2 separate regions of the Drosophila melanogaster genome follow, and region 1 is linked to region 2. A link is a contact called in public Hi-C data. All regions are on one chromosome and are shown on one strand. The core of a region is the stretch at or near the end of the contact, and the rest is flanking DNA. Distances in the headings are between cores, read along the strand shown. Region 1 holds the start of lncRNA:CR44868 (long non-coding RNA:CR44868). Region 2 holds the start of lncRNA:CR44974 (long non-coding RNA:CR44974).

Region 1 (2,740 bases), core at 127-2,626, 170 kb before region 2:
CGGGTGCCTATTTTGCTTTTTCGGTGCAACCGAATGCTATTTCAATGTGCTGGTCGCCTGTTCTATAAGCAAACTATTTAAAATGTTTTAAACTTTTCCATCCGAATTGTTGTTAAATTTTGATATAAACAAAATAAAAACATTTACACCCATTGGCGCCGACCGGTACTTGTTTATGATCGAGGCAACGGAGCGTATGCGTAATATGTACAAACGCACGTATATACGAAAAGCGTACTAAATTGCCCTTTTGTTGTTGCTCTCCTCGCTTTATGCCGTCCCTCTCACATCCACTGGGAGACTACGGCGTAACGGTGAATCCGTAAGCTTCTAGGAAATACGGTATTATTTTGTACTAATTCGAATAGGCGAGCAGCGTTTAAAAGCATGGCGACGTCTACCCACTGATAAGTGGCATTATGACTGAACCCACACAGCTACATACGCTCGTTCACATACAGATATGGGTTTGTGTTCAGATAATGATTGTGTGCGCACGTGTATTGAAATAATATATGCATACGTATATGTATTCGTCTGTTTGCTTTTTATACCAATGGGGGGGTCTGGGACTGGGGTAATTTGCTTATTGGCACTCTCACAAAGCTTTAGACTAATTTGCCTAAACATATAAGCACTGAAAGAAACTATTTTTATTTTTAAGTCGTAATCTGACTTATTCACATTACATATATATATATATATACATACATATGTATGTACATTTATTGAAAAAATGTATGCAATTTTTAAAAGATATCTGTCGACTATATTGTAAAACACAAAGAAAACAAGATTTCAGTTTTTTTAAACAATATATTTTTGTAAATTGGTTAGTTTAAAGCTTATACACGCATGCCTGCTTTTTTAGTTTTTTATTATTAACGGAATATTATTAGGAACAAGTTATAATATACAGTTTTTAGTTGTACCTATTAGGCAACGAAAAAATTGAAATCGTTGCTTTAAAGCTTAATTTTGTTTGAGTTCTTAACTAATTGTTTTCTCCAAGTGCACAGTAAAAATCAAATTTATCCATAACGTAAGTACTTCCACCAGATCACTGAACGCCTGGGATTTTGGATAAATGGTCAGCGTGGAAGAGCGGCGATACAAACGGAAAGTGCTTTCCTAGGCTCCCCGGATACAAAATGTATCTGAAGCTATTGCCCAACGGCTGATTCGGGAACTTGGAAATTCTAGGGCTAGTGACGACATCATTCTCGATCTCTTTCCAGCTGTGTGTGTCACAGCTTGTGAGCGGGGTCTCTGCCCCTCCGCTGCGGCCACTCTGCTCCATAGCTCGGTTACACAAGTCAAATTCAACCTTGGCACTTATTCACTCGAGTGGAGCGTGCGAGATGCACTCGACAAACGACTTTCAAATGGTTTCTGGTCGCTTGGTATGAAAAGTTTATAATTTCGTATTTAACAAAAAAATAATGTTTTTTCGCGTGAGGAGGGGTATGCGATCATTAAAGTTTATAAACATTTCCAGTGCCGCTCTTGCTTTTCGAGCGTTTTCTATGGAAAACGACAAGCTACCCATTAATGATGTTTAGCAGCTGAGATGTAGTCATGCATTTTACGGTTCGGAATAACAATTTGTTGCTCGGTAAATATAATACTAAGTTCACTGTTGCTACCATGCCATAAGCTACAGGAAAACTTCGATATGATGAGCACAATTCTTAGTTATGGAATCGAAAATACAATACAAATTCAAATTCTACAGTGAAATTGTAATACAATTATAATTAAAAATGCGGTAAGCTAACCGTTATTTTTAAAACTGCTTTTTACTTTATTTACTTATAATATGTATAATAATTCCAAAATTTAATTTACTGAGAAAGTGAGAATATATTTTTCCCCTATCTAGTGCGTACTGTGAAACTGATTGCAGAGGCAATCAAAAGTGTAAGTGTGTCAGCGGTCTCTCTGCCGCTGAACACGAGCAACTTGTCTCCCTCTCTTATTCCACTCACCCTCTCACTCAGACTTGTTCCGTTCGCAGTTCGCTCGCTGTTTCTCTCTCACCACCAACTGCCGTCTCTCTTACTCTCCCACCACCGGGGCGGTCAACGATCTCCGAAATTTGGAGCCCGGGTTCGTTGACCCGTCGAAAAAGAAAGCACCGTTTCTACAGCGTCACGCGCTGAGTTGTCTGATCGCCTGGTAGGCGCAACAGGCGTCTGATTTTTCTTTCAATCGTCGATCGGTGGGTGCCAGTGGTTTTGGTGGTGCTGCTTGTGCTGCTTGTGCTGCTGGGGCCCTCGATGGGTCAGGGACGGGCCCTGAACATGACACCGTTGGCGGCCACTCAACTTGGAGCGTTGAACCTTGGGCCAATCGGGGTCAGCGAACGCGCCCAAAAAAGTGGGTCAGCGAAGAGCATCCAACGCGCAGCCGTCCGGATGAAATTCACTTTCGTTTTTTATGTAGAAATCGATAGCCGGCTTTGCTCGACGACCAGGCGAACAGACAGCGCTAGTGAACGAAATGTATCTGAATCCACACTGCGTTCGTATCTGCAAATGTATCTGTATCTGCCATGTACAGTGGACGCAATCAATGAAAAAACATTCGCACTCGATGAGATTGTTTTATAGAACAAAATCTTGCGGAAATTTAATATCTCCCAGATTTTTAAAAACTTGATATATCTGCACATCACATATCCATATACCTTGTTTTGTTGTTTGTTATTATTTGAAACATCCGTACAAATTTGTCAAAT
Region 2 (2,956 bases), core at 144-2,643:
TGTTCCCCTGCCCCTCTCGCGCTCTCTTCCGCGCCTTCTCTTTGCGCGCGCAGCTGTCATCGCTGTCAGCAGCGCGCGCCGACGTCGGGTTCCCGCGCGCGGGAAATCATCAAGTTCAATCGATTCTAATTTGGCCGAATTGAACGGGATTTTCGATTTTAGTGAAAAATCAGATTCTGCGAGTTTTGATCTTTCAATTGGTTATAGGCACGCATGGTTTTTCATTTAGCTTACCTGATTTATAAGCGCTCGAAGTTGGTGCCAAAAATGCTCGAATGTTAATCGATGAAAACAACAAAGTGGCAGTGGTTTGTTTGGTTTCAAAGCAGCGTTACCACCTAGTTCGACCTCAGTCATCTTGTCATATGTTATTTGGCTGCAGTTCATAAAAACTACTAGAAAAGCATATTAAACCATGTAATTTCAGGCTTCTGAAGAATAAATAAATAATTAAAATTTTAAAGATTTATGAATACCCTTCAAGATAAATTTATTTTAACCTTGAATTGATTTTGGAGCGCTTTAAAAATATATTAAAAAAAATAGTTTCATATTAAAATTTAAATATTTATTTTCTGAAGGTCATATTTGAATTAAAATTGGCATATGACATAGAAATAAATCTTAGGTATTTATATATAACCACGATATATCCGACTAAATCCGCCCTTCTGGCATCCTCGTCAGCTGTTTTTCGACCACCCAGCTGACTGGACGTCGAACCTCCAATTGTAGTCTGACTAGCCTGTTGGGGACTGGGGACTCCAATTGCAGACTCCATTCAATAAAATGCCAAGCTTGCCACCAGCGGCTTCATCGCCCCGTCTCGCTTTCTCACGCTCTGTTCTTTGCGCTGGAGATGCTCGCCCCATCTCCGTCCCTCCCCTAGAGTACAACAAAGTTGCCCCCTGTGTTTGTTGCATTTTTTGGCGCTTCGGATCCGCCTGTTTTGGCGCGTTCCTCATGCACACTCGCCGCAGTCGACGTCGCTGCTTTTGATACCCAGTTCCACCAATTTTTTTTTCGGTTCCAAAGCGATCACTTTGCTGCCGCCGCTCCGCTGCTCGTGAAGTTTTTTCGTGGCCGGCGACGACGACGACGAAAAACTCTCGAAAAACGTTGTTCAATTCCCTTTAAGAAAAACAAGTGAAAACACCGGGGATATTATGTTAAGCATTTTTCCGCTTACTAGAAGGTAAAACCAATTGCACAATGGTTTTAGTGGATAAAAGGCAATACGTTATTCAGAGTGGAATAAAATTTATGACGCGTGTGCGGTGACAAGTGTGTGTGGAACAGTGAAGGAAAGAGCGGGAGAGAATGCTGCGTTTGCCGTCGTGTCTTTGCATTTTTTGCTACAAATACAACATCCTCTTATAAGAAAATTGACACGCTGTAGGATTTAACCGTTGCTTTCTGATTGGCAAGAGACGGGGTGTCCAACTACAAATTGTCTCCCCCACACAGTGTTTTAGTGTTCCCCCTATAAGGAAAAGTGTCCTATTAGAATTAAACCGTTATCCAATGGGAACAAATTGGAAAATCCTATGAAATAAATGAAAGCTTCTAATCACGTCTAAAAGTGCACTGAGTTTCTAATGCGTAACGGGAGTTCAGTGAACTATTACAGCTTTTCTTACTATAGAAGGCTTGAGATGCAGCTTATGGTTTACCCTGCTGTTTGGGCCAACTTTCTAATCTTTCTCCCGCCCGAATTGCACTTTTTCCCGCCATTCGCATAGATTTTGGGCGGTAAAACAAAACTGCCCCAGCCCAAACGCCTAATTCGCGCCACTTTGCGTTTCTCCATTCTTTTCCCATGCTCATTTCATTTTTATACGCTTCCTCCAATGACACACACACAAGCACAAACTTGGAAGAAATGCGCTCGCTAAGAGAGAGAGTAAGCTCTCTTTCTCTCGCTCTCTTCCGTTTTATTCCAATCAGAACAGCGAGTCAAGTTATTTTCCCCTTCCCAACACCAACAACAAACAAAAACGTTTTAGTACTGCGCTCTAAAACGGAAAAAAAGAGAGCATTTGACTGCGACGTCGAAAAAATTCGGAAAATCGCCGATCAGTCGACGGACCTTTCGAAAACTTGACGAACACGAAGCAGAGGTTCAAAGCAAAATGGAGTAAACGAGTGAAGAACAAAATAATGAATTATGTCAAAAGTGGCGCAAATATCTTTGGTACACGAAGAAAAAGATTGGTAGTGGCATTTAGCCCTTACCCACAATCTACGTACATACATATGTATGTATGTTTACATATGTAGAATTAATAATAGTATTTTAATTATTGTAAAATCGTGGTTATATTTATTTTTGTGAGTAGTTACTCTATGTACGTGCTCCCAACCAATGAGTGAGCGAGATAGACTGCCAAGTGGAGAATGGAGTTCATTGATATTTCTCGGCGTTTTGCTTTCGCTTCCCCTTCGTCTCCACCTTGCTTCGCGCCATCTTCGTTCTTTCCTCTTCTCCTCTGCTTCCATTTACCTGCCACATTCATTTTGTTGTTGTTTTCTTCGCAATTTTTGCTTTCTTCTTTATTTTTTGCATTCTTTTGACGTTTTTTAGTTTGCGTGTTCGCTTTTTGCGCCGTTAAACTTTTGGAGCGATCGCGGCGGGGGTGTGCGTGGGGGGTGGGTGGTGTATTGTTGATGGGGTGGATTTTTGTATACTTAATTTTTCGATTATGTCATGATCGTGCCGAAAATCAGCCGCTTATGTTTAGATTTGGCCAGTTTAAACCATGGGGAAATAAATTGTTTTTCTTAGAAGTGATTTTGAAAAAAGTAAGAGCATCAAGTTTTTGATGATTCAGTGTCGTGAATTTTGTATATTTTCCCAACATTTTCTTTTGTTTGACCCACCTAAACACTCCTTATATGATCTATTCAAATCCTAGTCAACACCTTTCAATTCTGCTCATGATCCTCCAAGTGCTTG

The links. A called contact is a pair of places that touch in the nucleus more often than the background predicts.
Region 1: a contact with region 2 is called in a Hi-C map of the Kc167 cell line, with 2.8 times the contacts expected there. A contact is called at or near these places in 7 of 107 Hi-C or Micro-C datasets (the Clone 8 cell line, the Kc167 cell line, the S2 cell line and 1 more) and 3 of 7 datasets of targeted methods (the Kc167 cell line and the S2 cell line).

The regions. Positions count from the first base shown.
Region 1 is chr2L:15,911,194-15,913,933 of dm6, reverse strand. lncRNA:CR44868 (long non-coding RNA:CR44868) reads right to left here and starts at 1,376. Exons shown (of 1, transcript NR_124298.1): 1 at 825-1,376. The region is part of intron 2 of beat-Ib (beaten path Ib); the gene reads left to right. It overlaps lncRNA:CR44867 (long non-coding RNA:CR44867), which reads right to left and starts at 2,243. Exons shown (of 1, transcript NR_124297.1): 1 at 1,872-2,243.
Region 2 is chr2L:15,744,694-15,747,649 of dm6, reverse strand. lncRNA:CR44974 (long non-coding RNA:CR44974) reads right to left here and starts at 1,393. Exons shown (of 2, transcript NR_124289.1): 1 at 1,190-1,393; 2 at 650-1,131. The region is part of intron 1 of CycE (Cyclin E); the gene reads left to right.